Linked DNA regions of Sus scrofa: region 1 is linked to region 2. Evidence: chromatin contacts called from public Hi-C data. All regions are on one chromosome and are shown on one strand. Each heading gives the region's core, a stretch centred on a gene start, on an enhancer-like site or on the middle of the called end of the contact. The rest is flanking DNA. Distances are from core to core; before and after follow the strand shown. Region 1 overlaps ANTXR1 (anthrax toxin receptor 1). Region 2 holds the start of LOC110259993 (a long non-coding RNA gene).

Evidence for each region. Hi-C and Micro-C count contacts between places; a contact is called where the count stands out from the background.
Region 1: a Hi-C map of omental adipose tissue shows a contact between it and region 2, with 1.6 times the contacts expected there. The contact joins two enhancer-like sites. A contact is called at or near these places in 9 of 47 Hi-C or Micro-C datasets (alveolar macrophages, embryonic fibroblasts, epiblast stem cells and 5 more) and 1 of 2 datasets of contacts at active chromatin or transcription factors (skeletal muscle).

What each region holds. Positions count from the first base shown.
Region 1 is chr3:73,199,130-73,205,503 of Sscrofa11.1, forward strand. All of the region lies in intron 17 of ANTXR1 (anthrax toxin receptor 1), which reads right to left. Among named protein-coding and RNA genes, the nearest start is that of GFPT1, 170 kb to the left of the region's middle. Within about 2 kb of position 2,237, at least 1 of the 83 cell types and tissues checked has an H3K27ac peak or open chromatin away from gene starts, as enhancers often do. A contact at or near this core is called in omental adipose tissue, where this site is marked.
Region 2 is chr3:73,095,709-73,102,233 of Sscrofa11.1, forward strand. LOC110259993 (a long non-coding RNA gene) reads left to right here and starts at 255. Exons shown (of 3, transcript XR_002342622.1): 1 at 255-2,011; 2 at 2,332-2,488; 3 at 3,329-4,126. Within about 2 kb of position 4,038, at least 1 of the 83 cell types and tissues checked has an H3K27ac peak or open chromatin away from gene starts, as enhancers often do. A contact at or near this core is called in omental adipose tissue, where this site is marked.

The sequences.
Region 1 (6,374 bases), core at 987-3,486, 100 kb after region 2:
CGGGAGAGGGAGGCTTCAACCACATCAGCTGCCTTCACATCTATTGATTTAGAGAGATGCTGCCTTCTGGGCAGGAAGTTGGTGCAAAAAAAAAAAAAAAAAAATCTCAAGATGGTATATTTTGTAGCATCAACTTTGGGTTTAACCTCTCCAAAAACAGTTAACTTTGCAGGGGTATAGTTTGGTTTTTGCTGTGGACAGAGGATGTCTTGAACTTTTTCTTTTGTAAATTCAAGAAAGTAAGCCAAGAATTCTGAGTACTCATGTTCCTCTTCAATGAGACAGTGGAGGAAAGGTTTCCAAGGGTGAGAACTGAATAAATACCCCTGAGAATTCAAACATCCAGGGAAAGGGCTCTGCCAAAATAAATCACACCCTCTAGGAACATTTCCTATAATTTGCTTTTTTTTTTTTTTTTCCTTTTTCCTAAATGATCTACTCTTACAAAAGTTTATGAAGGGTCAGGAGTCAGTGGCAAGCAAACTGAACTTTCTCTTCAGATCTATTGGGGACTTACAGCTTGATATCAGACACTGATAAAATCTTTGAAGATCCTTGTTTACTCAAAGTAAAAACCAAATCTTTCTTTTCTACTGTTAGATAGAAATGTCTGCTTTTTCAGTGGTTCTGTGAATTGAGTGACTGAAAAAAAAGCCAATATAAAGCTTCAATCAAGTAAGAAGGCATTGACCTTCACATAAAGACTTACTATGACTTGATTCTTTTAGTTCTTGCCAATTTAAACATGAGATAATTCTGAGAAGTTTTTCACACATGTTGAGATCTAATAAACTCCTCTGAAATCAATTCTACTTTGGGGTGCCGGGAAGAAAACGAACTCCCAACTATATGAATTATTTACCCTTATTTTATTTCATCCTGACACACCTACAAAAGCAGAGATTAATGGATCCCTTTGATGTACAAGGAGGCTCAGTGAGGCTGATTAATATAACGAAGGCCATGAGGCTACACTAGGATTTAACTTAAGTCTCTCAATACTTTTTTTTTTTTTTGGTCTTTTTTTAGAGCCACACCACAACATATTGAAGTTTCCAGGCTAGGGGTCGACGTGGAGCTGCAGTTGCTGGCCTACGCCACAGCCACAGCAATGCCAGATCTGAGCCATGTCTGCCACCTACACCACAGCTCACGGCAATGCCAGATCCTTAACCCACTGAGCGAGGCCAGGGATCAAACCCGCCTCCTCAAGGTCACTAGTCGGATTCATTACTGCTAAGCCATGATGGGAATTCCATCAATACTCTTTTTTTTTTTTCTTTAGAAGTTAAATCATTTTATTTATTTATAACTTTTGTAAAGAATAAAGTTACTGAAGGAAATTTCCAATTTTCCCATGTATACATAAAATGTCTACATTTTTATTAATGTAAAGTTAACCACATATGACTTAGAGAATTCCAAAGCATAATTCATAAATTAACATAAAGCATCACTTAACAAAATTACAGACTCCTTTTTTTTAAGTACCTTGTACATTCAATAAGTGTTTGATTAGTTGCTCTGAATCACAGCACCGAGTAATATTAACAGGTGGTTTCTTGGTGGGATACTTGGGGTATATGTGGCTCTCCTCTCCTCGTTGACTTTGAGAATTTTGCTGAAAAAATATACACCTAATGCTCTTTTTTTTTTTAATTGCTCTTTTTCTCCATGCAGGCTGCAACCAGTGTCAGAGAATGCCACCTTCCTCTATGTCCCTGTGTCACCATTTAAATCCAAGCCTCACAACCCATGGACCATTATAAGTGAGCTTTGGTAGAACTATTTTAACCTGGCTATTCCAAACACAAGATGCCTATGCCCAACTTTTCTATACCAACTAAAAACAATTAAAACCGCTATTAATACCTAGTCAAACCAGAGCTTTGCAAACCCACTGAGAAACATTGTGTTAGGTTACATTTCTTAAGATATGATGTAATTTGGCACTCTAATACTTAGCCCAGATGAAGATTAGCTCAACGTGGTTAGAGTCCAAGTTTTTATCCCATCATCAGGGTGGTAAAATCTAACCCTTGTTCCCCTTCTGGCCTTTTGAGGTACCACTCATCCCCTGCTCTCCATCCTGAGATGTCTCCTCTCACTCTGAACTCTTGGCCCTGGGCACCGATGGGCTGCAAGTGGTCCTGGAAAGCTACTACCGTGGCCCTTCTACAACCTGTCTGTTTGACTAAGTCTTTACTTTCCTCCAAAGCCCAATGCAAGTGTCTACCAGTCCTGGGGACGGGCTTCCACCCTCTCAGATTCCCAGTGCTTGCCGTTTCCTCTAGGGCTCTCCTTCCCTTCAGCTCTCTCTTGGTCCAGCCAGCAGCTACCTTGCCCAACATCCGTTCTGTCTCCTCAACCAGTTGTCTATTCTTTTGATGTTTCAGGCTGTCTGCCTTTTCCAAAGACCTTTCCAGCATTTCAGTAATCATTTGGTGGTAATGATCCTGCCCAGCAAGTGAGTCAACATTTTCTGCTTTGGGGGTTGGTCTGTTCATTTCATTTTCGACAATCGGTGTTGTCAGAACAGGGATTTACTAGAGATGCAGAGAAGCAAATTCCGAGGAAAACGCAAGTTAGGAGCTTCAAATGCAAAAGGTTTCTCTGTGGCAGGGAAATGACTGATAACTGCAGGATCAGGTGAACTTTTCTACAGACTGTCATCCAACCAACTGTGTGTATTCTGGACGTGGCCACTTGCCCAAGTCATCAATTTTCACCACGTTGTTTGGGTGTGTGTTAGAAATCTGATGTGCTGGCATTTATGCAGTTGGAAGTGTTGTTTCACCAACGAGCAGTTCAAATGGGGAATGCTCATGTCTTTACACAAACATCCATGTGCTTTAAAATTGCCAGTATTCAGGAGTTCCCTGGCGGCCTGGCAGCTAAGGGTTCAGCTTTGTCACTGTTGTGGTTTGGGTTTGATCTCTGGACTGGGAACTTCTGCAGGCTGTGCGCATGGCCAAAAAAGCTAATATTCAGGAAGGAATGTCTTATCAGTACATATAAAACAGTGCTTTTAATGATTTTAATTGCCTAGAAAAAAATGATTTAAAAAATTGTTTCCCCCTTTATGCTTTCAGGGATAAAATTAAGTGAAAGAATTAGACACTAGTTATATACGTGTATGATCACAACTGAATAAAGAAAGGTGATGCTATAGGGTAAACACTCTATAAACCAAATCAGTGCTTTCTGGGTGAGTACAAGAAATGGTGAAAAGGATGTAACGGGAATGATACAACTGGGAAAATCCACTGGACTGAACAATAGTTTCAAAGTATCTAAAGCAATCCTTGGAAGGAAATGAACTGCTTTTTATTTTCAAGTGATGGGGTTCATCACATGGTGCCTTTGTGTAAATCAGGAAAAGGTACCCCTCCCTAAGGCGGGATGCGTGCCTGTCTCAGGGGGCCGTCCAGCGAAGTACAAGGTGGACATCTGCCCCAAGCACAGCCTTCACATCTAGGTGCCTGCATGTCCAGGAAACAATTCCCTGGCAAACAGAAGTGATCTTAAAAAGTTAAGTGACCTGAAAAGTAACCCAGCTGGTATATGGTAGAGAAAGGGACTAACTCAGAATTGTTGCTTGAACTTAATCCTGATCAGGAATTTTTTCTTTTTTTTTTTTTTTTTTTTTTTTTTTTTGGCTTTGCCACTTCTAGAGCTGCTTCTGCAGCATATGGAGGTTCCCAGGATAGGGGTCTAATCGGAGCTGTAGCCTCCGGGCCTATGCCACAGCCACAGCAACTTGGGATCCAAGCCACGTCTGCGACCTACACCGCAGCTCACAGCAACGTCGGATCCTTAACCCACTGAGCAACCTCACGGTTCCTAGTCGGATTCGTTAACCATTGAGCCACGATGGGAACTCCAGGAATATTTATTAATGGTCTTTTCTATGAAATACAGAGCTATGCCGCAATATTTACGTATGACAAGGATCCCACCCTTAGGTAGATGATTATAATCCAATATAAAGCTAGTTTATTGGTCATCACTAGATATTGTGATATTAACTTCTCAGAGAAGTGGGAGGCCTTCATTATCAAAGGAAAGCAAACCCAAAATACAACAAAAAGCCCCAAAGCAGTTAACATTGCTCTTTAGGTGTCATGAGAAGGTCAAGGTAGAGAAGGTCATTATTTCCATTCTGCCCACCGAGAGCAAAAACACACAGCAGTATATTCATGGGATTCACCAGTGGGTTCTCTTGGGGGTGGATTGCTTGCAACACTGCATCCCAAATCACCATCTCTTGCATGAGGTGGACCTGCAGAAAGTGCTGACCCCCCAGGACAGATGGGATTCCAAGGGCTGGTTTCTTCCTCATCTTCCCCTCAGACACTCTACCTCCACCTGCCCACTCAGCCAGATCATCAAAGGGAAGACGGAGGCCATGGACGGGGTGCCTCTGCTTCCTGTCCTCTCGCCCATACCTGGGAGCCCATCTTGGGCTTCTCCACCCAGGTCACTAAGGCAGAGTGCCATTTTCTGGCCTCTGGGTCCTTTAAGTCCTCTTAGGGTGTCCTGTTCTCCATCAATGAGCTCTTCAATCTCTTTCCCTCCTGGACTTCTGTCTCGAGCTCTTAATGATGCTCAAGTCCTCCACCTTAATAACAAAGAGCCCTATACACCCCAGTTCTCCTCTAGCTACTGCTTTGGCTCTCCCCTCCCCCCACCCCATTCTCCACCAAGCCTCACTCCTGCCCCCCTCACTGCACTCAGCCTAGAGCGCCAAGATCACTCCCACGTTCCTTCTGTTAATCTCATTCAAGGATTGTGGTCAGCTTGCACCTACATTTCCCACACTTGATGCTGTGGATCCCGCCTTCCTCTGTGATGTACCATCTTTCCTCGGCTTCCATGACCCAAGACGCTCCTGTCACACCTTCCCTCTCTCGGGGTGGTCCTTCTTAGTTTTCTTCTTGTCCTTCTTTTTCTTTCCTCACCCTGCCTCAAAGGATGTGAGCAAAGCTCAGCCCTTAGCCGATTTCCCTTCTCTCTCGCCACACTCCCCTGGGCTCTGCATCTATTCACATTGGTCTCAACCACCAGTCTGATGACTCTTACATCGTTGCCTCTGGCTCAGAGCTTTGAGCAGAGCAAACTGTGTCCTGCACAGATCGGGACCAGGGGGAGCCCAGTGGGGCAGTCAAGGCACACACTTTCAGGAGATACTTTCCCTCAGGTCCTGCAGGTGACCACGCTACATGTGTAAGGCCCTGGGAGTGAGCATCTCTGGAGTTTGTGCCTTAGCTGCTCCGTGGTCCACGCCCTGCTCCTGGCCATCTCTGCCTGGCTGTCCCACAGGTACCTCACACTCGGTAAGTCCTCATCTCCCTTCCCCTTCAAAGCTCTTTCTGTGCCCTCCTCCTGGTTAACGGAGACACAGCCAGCTTGGACCAAACCCTGGAGGTCCTCCAGACACCCCTCCCTCCCATCCTCCATCTCAGCCAGTTATCAAACCCCGTCATTCTGTTTCCTCAACATCTCCTCAATCTGGACTCTTTCCTCCTCCCTCCACCACCTCTGGCCAGGCTGCCATCAGCTCCATGCTGCAGCCAGCGTAACTTTTCTAAAACACTATCTGATCACAGCTCTGCTTAAAACACCTGGAAGGAGCCACAGGTGACCTCCAGATCCTTGCTCAAGCTTCCCTCTTGCTAGAATAGCCTCTCTCCACAGCTCCTCTCTGGTCTCAGCTTAAAGGCCGCTTCTAGAGCTTCTTTTGCCCCCGTGGCTGGTGAAATGCTCTCCTGGGTTGAGAAAAGCCTTGCACACAGGTGGTGTTTGGGGCCTTACCATTTGTCCCTGCTTCTCAAGGGCAGCATCACATCTTATTAATTGGTGAGCAGCCAGCATAACCTTAGTGCTCATCTCATAGAGAGTGTTCAACGGGTATCTATCAAATGCATGAAAAATTTAAGGAATCCCAAGTATGGACTTCAAGTCTGTTAGTCCTGAATTAAGCCCCAGATCTAACACCTAAATTTAGGTGCAAAGCTCCAGGCTTTGTGCTGGAGCTGGCACACAAGGTATGGGGATAGAACACGCCTTGAAGCTGGCTGTGTGTCCTTGGGAAAGTTAATAACCTCCTCTGAGGCTCAATTTCTGCTCCATAAGATGGAGAGCATAATTCTTCCCTGTAATTGTGGATGGATCTGTGCTTCTATAACCATCTGCAATTAATACAATGCTTGACCCACTCTTCTCTTTCAAATCATACACTGAACTCCAGGAAGCCAGAATTAAGTCCTATTCCAATTGGCACCCCTAGTGCCCAGCACTGGATTAGATGGATTCTTATTGGGAGCACAATAGATTAAAAAATTTTTTTTTTTGCCTTTTAGGGCCACATCTGT
Region 2 (6,525 bases), core at 2,788-5,287:
CAGATGGCCTCATTCTCTGCTTTTTTTCTTTCCTTTCTTTTTTTTGGGGGGGGGGGTTGGAAGGGTGGGCTTTTTAGGGCCATACTGGCAGTATATGGAAGTTCCCAGGCTAGGGTTGAATTGGAGCTACAGCTGCCAGTCTACACCACAGCCACAGCAACGTAGGAGCCGAGCGGGCATCTGCGACCTCCACCACAGGTCACAACAATGCCAGATCCTTAACCCACTGAGCAAGGCCAGGGATCGAACCCACGTCCTCATGGATACTAGTCAGATTAGTTTCCACTGAGCCACAAATGGAACTCCTCTGTTTTTTCCTTTTATAACTATGTTAAAAAAAGATGCCTGAGGGGCTGTTTAAAGGGAGGGGTCACTTTGCAAAATACAGTCGGGTTTTAGTTTTGAGAGACTAATTTGAGAACCGAGGGCAGTGGAACAATGCAGATGGGGTGTTTGCACGAGGGCGCTGTGGAAGTAGAGCGCTGAAGGCTGCACCAACTTGGTGTAAAGACAGCTGTCGATGGTCAGAGGGAAAGGGCAGCTTTGAGGAAGCGCCCACATTGGCGCTCAGAATCGACTGTATTGGCAAAAGAGGGGGTTCAATGGGTGGAGAAAGGATCACCTTAGCAAGAGAAAATAGATAATGTCACAGAGAGGCCCAGGCTCCCCGGAATGTGTTGAACTAAAGGTTGGGACCACGGGGGTCCACAACACCCACGATTCCAAGTGAGGCTGAACCAGAACAATGCCATTTTGTGCTGTTATTGCGACCTTCCTATTCCCACCCTCAGATGTATGACTGGGAGGAAGCAGAGAGTGACCGAAATGGACAGATCGGAGAAATTGTTAGAGAATAAAAACCCCAGAGGGAGAACGGAATGGTGCCCTGGATTAAAACAGTTGCTGTGACGTGAAGAAGCCACCAGGGGGCAGTGCCTCCCTAGCCTTCTCTGTCCAAATGGGCACAATCCCGAGGAAGTCGGAGGAAGAAAGGAAACATAGCCACACGGCTAGGCCCTTGATCCTGGGCAGTTTTCTTTCTTCTTCGGCAGAGCGCACCGCTCCTGCAATTTCGGCGCGTGAATTGCCCTGGGGGTTGAAGGGTGTGACGTGTATGGGTGGGAACCCATCTAGAGCCACCCGGGCGACCCGCTCACGCTGCAGACCCCGGGGGCACCCGGCTCTCAGCTCTCACCCACCATGTCACCCACCATGGCCTCTTCTCCTCCTTCCAGAAATGCTTGGTGGGCAGCCACTGCGTATCAGGCACTTTTCTAGGCCCTGCGGGCACGGGTCGTGCTGGAATCTAGGCTCTGGAGGAGAGGGGCAGAGATCTCCCCGCAGCTCCTCCCACGTGGCCACCACCTCCATCTGTGTCCGGAGCCCCAGACGCACCTGGCACAGCGGAAGATGCTGCAGTCCACCCAGACCGGCCTTTGGAAGGCCAAGTGACAGAAGGCCTTCAGCTTTGTCACATCTTTTGTCTCCTGCACCCGGGGTGTGGCTGGGATAACCCGGAGTGGTGATCGGATGACAGAATCTGCAGGGGCGTGCAGTCACCACCAGGTGGCGCTTAGAGACACCAAAGGGGCAGTGATCTCAAGGGTCGTGATCTCAGGGGCCAAACATTTCTTTGGGGCCACAATACATCACAGTGACAGGGCAAGCAGAGCAGTGCTTTGGAACAGCTCATTCGTCCCCTACTTGCTCAGAAAATTCTCAAGAGTGCTCTGAAGGCGGAGGTAAATATTCACCTGCAAGGTTCGTTCATCCAGCCTCCCAACCCAGGGTCAGGGCAGAAGTAAATGCACTGGTGTCTGCAAGACAAGGGGCTCCAGGGCTGAAAACTGTTTCCCTCTGTATTTTGGATTTCTGTAGTTTCTTTCTGCCTCCTTAACTGGATCCAGGGAGTGGCCGTTGCCTTGGAGACCTGAGGGCAGAGCCCTGGCTTCTTGTGGAAAGTGGGGCTGTGGGGGAAGAGGGGTTCCTGGCTGCAGGATGACCACCCTAGGTAGGTAATTAGTTGTGGGATTTACACACAAAAGCCCCCCTACAGTTATGCAAAGCTTCATACCTCTTCTACTAAAGCCTGTCTGTGCCCATCATTTTGAATCCCTATGGGGCTGGTTTTTGAGCACAGAATTCAGGAGGCTGACACAGCCACCCTCCCCAGCCAGACCTTTGCCTGTCTGGCATTTGATGGCAAATTGCAACTTTCCAGGGCTTTAAAACTCAGGTGTTGAAATCAAGAAAGTAAATCTGTCTTTAAATATCTTTCTCCTTAAAATTTGTTCTCTCTTTTCTTTTTGGCCGCTACCCCTCTGGCACAAGGAAAACAGCAAAGGCTGAAAACAGCAAGGCTGGGCTCTCTCTCAGTCCACCGCACCAGAAAAGAATGTCAGTGTCCTCAAGGTGAGAGTGCTGTCTGCCTCCGAGTCTCCGGCTGGGGGTGACCAGGACACCTTTGTCTCTAAAACGAGGGTCCAAGGTAAGTGGGATTTTTGCCTTGCTTTGGAAGCTGGGTCTGGTTATTCAAAACAATTCTGAATTCTGGGGCGTCAAGGTAGCTTTGGGACTCTGGGTCTCATTAATGCCTGCTTCTTGCTCCGTGAGTAGTGGCCCTGGTAGGGAGAAGGACAGACATCAGCCTTCTAGGTGGCCAGCTTGTCTGCTAATCATCGCGGTTGGCTTGGAGGGATTGGCTTGTCAGAGGGGTGGTGGATCTGAAAGGGCCTGGGCTGGGGGACGGGGCCGGAAGTACCAGCCACACTGAACTGCAGATACAGACAGATGGACCATGCTTGCTTGATTCAGCCTTGACCCCCGCCTCCCCACCACTGTGACTCTCAGACCACCATGTGTGACTCTCAGCAGTTACCTGCTAGTAGACACCCACCTTTCAGTCAGCTTCACAGCCACTGCCTCCACCCTCGCCTCTCAGGGTGTGGTCTTACAAGAACCTGTCCTGTGTGGTCCTGCCTCGACATCATGTCAGCACCTGGCTGCCCTGGCCTGGGACGAGGGACCACTGCTCTTCTTTCCACTATTCCATGCAGGGGTGTGGGAGGTAAGCCTTTCTCTTAAGGCCCCGCCAGGACCAGGCTGACATATTTAGCAGAGGCAGTGAGACACAGAGTGTCCGGGTGGCCTCCTACCAGATGTGGTGGCTCTTAGGGTCATGGGTCCGTCCTCAGGAAGCAGAGTTCTAATGCCACCACCTCTCCCCCAAAAAGAGAGCTCAAAGTGCCCTCCCTAGACCCAGGCCTTCAAGTGGGAGAGAGAGTGGGACGGGAATTTACCTTTGGGACAGACTTGCCTTTGTCCCCAGGCCCAGAGAGAAGAGGAAATGCCTTTTCCCCGCAGCCCAGGGCTCAGAGGCTTTCGTTTCCTGTGCTGGGATCTGCCTTTCCTAGGACATTCGCCACAGGGCTGTTCATCCAGCCCCACCCGTCGGCCCTGCAGGATGGGCTTGAGGAGCAGCCTCGAACCAGCAGCCACTGGAGGATATGGAAATCCAGCCCCTCTGCCTCCCGTCAGCACCAGGTGACGCTCACCTCTGCACAGAGCATCTGCACTCAGCTTCCTGGTGTGGACTTTTGCTGGACTCAAGGGGGTTTTCTCAGAAAAAGGCAAATATGCCTCGGGGCGGATTTAGGTATTATTCCTCCTCATGGACAGTAACCGCCTGGAGCCTTGGAGCAAGGCTTTCTTGGAGCTTAGACAATCTCCAGGCGCGGAGGTCCCAGCTAGGGTACCACAGGGTTTCTGTGTCCCTCTGTCCCCATCTCCACTCCCACTATTTCAAAGCTCTCAGTTTCCCTCCAGCCTCCTACCCTGCCACCTGCCCCCATTCTTGGCAGCTGCCCTAATTTGGGGAGAAAACAGAACCAGCAGTCCCCAGCCCCCAGCTCCCATCCACATGCTGCAGGCAGGTAGGCTGGCTCTTGGCATCTCCTCTTCTCCTGTCACCCTGGAGAAGGCGGGCTGCCCCACCCAAGCAGCTCACCCAAGTTCAGATGGGTGGCTGTGGAAGGCAGCCTTTAAAAAGACTCTGGTCTTTTTTCTTTTCAGGGCCACATCTGCAGCATATGGAGGTTCCCAGGCTAGGGGTCAAGTTGGAGCTACAGCTGCTGGCCTACACCACAGCCACAGCAACTCGGGATCCAAGCTGCGTCTGTGACCCACCCACAGCTCATGGCAACACTGGATCCTTAACCCACTGATCGAGGCCAGGGATTGAACCCATGTCCTCATGGATACTGGTTAGATTCATTACTGCTGAGCCACAATGGGAACTCCACGGTTCTGTCCTGTTTGCCCTCTGGCTCCTTCACTTACTCACTCTTCTGGAAGCCGGCTGCCATGTTGGGAGCTGCCCTGTGGAGAGGCCCATGGGGCAAGGAGCTGAGGGGGACTTGGACCAACAGCCCACAAGGCACTGCCTTCCTCAGTCAAGCAGTCCATGAGGAGCTGACTCCCAAATCACTGAGTGAGCCTGGAAGTGAACCTGGCCTCAGTTGAGCCGTTGGCTGAGACCACAGTCCTGGCTGACACCTTGACTGCAGCCTCCGGAGAGACCCTGAGCCAGAGGACCCAGCTAGGCCCCACCAGATCCCTGACTTGCAGGAACTGTGAGATAATAAATGTTCATTACTTTAAACTGCTAAATTTTGGAATAATTTATTACATAAATAAACTTGTATTTGTTATAGATAACAAATACAATGGCTCTTAGACTTGTCACTTTCTTAGACCTGAAAAATTTTTGAAAAAACTTGAGGGTCCGCATAAGGTTGGCATATTTTTATTTTATTTTTGTCTTTTTAGGGCCATACTCTTGGCACATGGAGGTTTCCAGGCTAGGGGTCAAATTGGAGCTGCAGCTGCCAGCCTACGCCACAGCCACAGCAATGCCAGATCCGAGCCGTGTCTGCAACCTTCACCACAGCTCACGACAATGCTGGATCCTTAACTCACTGAGCAAGGCCAGGGATCAAACCTGCATCCTCACCAGTACTAGTCAGATTCATTTCTACTGAGCCAGGAAGGGAACTCTCTTAATTAATTAATTTATTTTTTAGGTTGGCACCTTTTTAGTTTACAAAATAGATCTTGAAAAATAACAACCAACTTTTTACTCTCATTTTTATGAGAAGTATAGTTTTTTAATTTTATCACAGTGTTATTTACATACAATACAATTCATCCATTTGAAATTTAAGGAAGTTTGGTAATTCTAAACAATTGTAAACTCGCTTCCATAATCCAGATATGGAATGGCTTCCTCATCCTAAAAAGTGTCCTTATGCTCCTTTGCAGTCGATGCCTTCCCAGCGTGGGCCTCACATAACCTTCTCTGTTTAAGAGGAACTGTATGTGAGGAGTTCCCATTGTGGCTCAGTGGTAATGAACCTGACTAATATCCATGAGCACTTGGGTTCGATCCCTGGCCTCTCTCAGTGGGTTAAGTATCCGGTGTTGCCGTGAGCTATGGGGTTGGTCGAAGACGCAGCTTGGATCCTGAGTTGCTGTGGCTGTGGCATAGGCCGGCAGCTGTAGTTCGATCTGACCCCTACCCTGGGAAATACCATATGCTGCAGACGCGGCCCTAAAAAGAAAAAAAAAAAAAAAAAAAAAAAAAAAAGGAAGAATATGTGAATATAAAAAAATGTGGAAAAGATGTAATCTCAAAATAAAAAGCCACCATTAAACCGAGTGCATTAAAAGTTGTGTGTGCCAGGAGTTCCCGTCGTGGCTCAGTGGTTAACAATCCGATTAGGAACCATGAGGTTGCAGGTTTGATTCCTGGCCTTGCTCAGTGGGTTGAGTGCCGGAGTCCAGCTCCAGCAGCCAGGGTATTCCCTCTGGGGTTGGAGAGTGTCGGCAAAGCACACGGAGACAGCCTCTTTGTCCCTTCTTTCAGGGTGCTGGACTGCTCAAATTTTATTAGCATAGGTAACAGTTTATATAGACAGCTTAATTGTAACTTACATCACAGTGCTTAAATAATATTTTCAAAGGTTAAATTTTAGACTACATGGTACAGTAGACATACATTGTGCTCTAAGAATTTTAATTAAAACTAACGGATACAATGCATCATGTAAAATTATAATGGATACAAAACATTATGTGGAAAAAACATTATATGAAAATAAGGCAATTCGGTATAAAAGCGTCTTGTGGTTACTTTTAGCAAGCGCCACCCGTTATTGTTTTAAGCTAATCTTTAACAACTAGAAAGGTCACAAACACAAGAATTTAACATTTACGAAAACTCATTTTTTAGATTAAAGCTTGAGGTACTAACTTCAAAGCATTATGGTCAGGGGACAGTATGAGAAAATATTTTTTATATCAGAGCAACTTAATTTCATAAAACTTAAAAGCTCCCTATAAAACTTATTAAAAGCAAGATTATATTTTTCCATCAAGAATGATGTATGTCTAACCTATTCTAACCTATTGTACACTCCACAATGACCTACTCTAAAACCTATTCTTACTTGTAACAAACCAATGAAC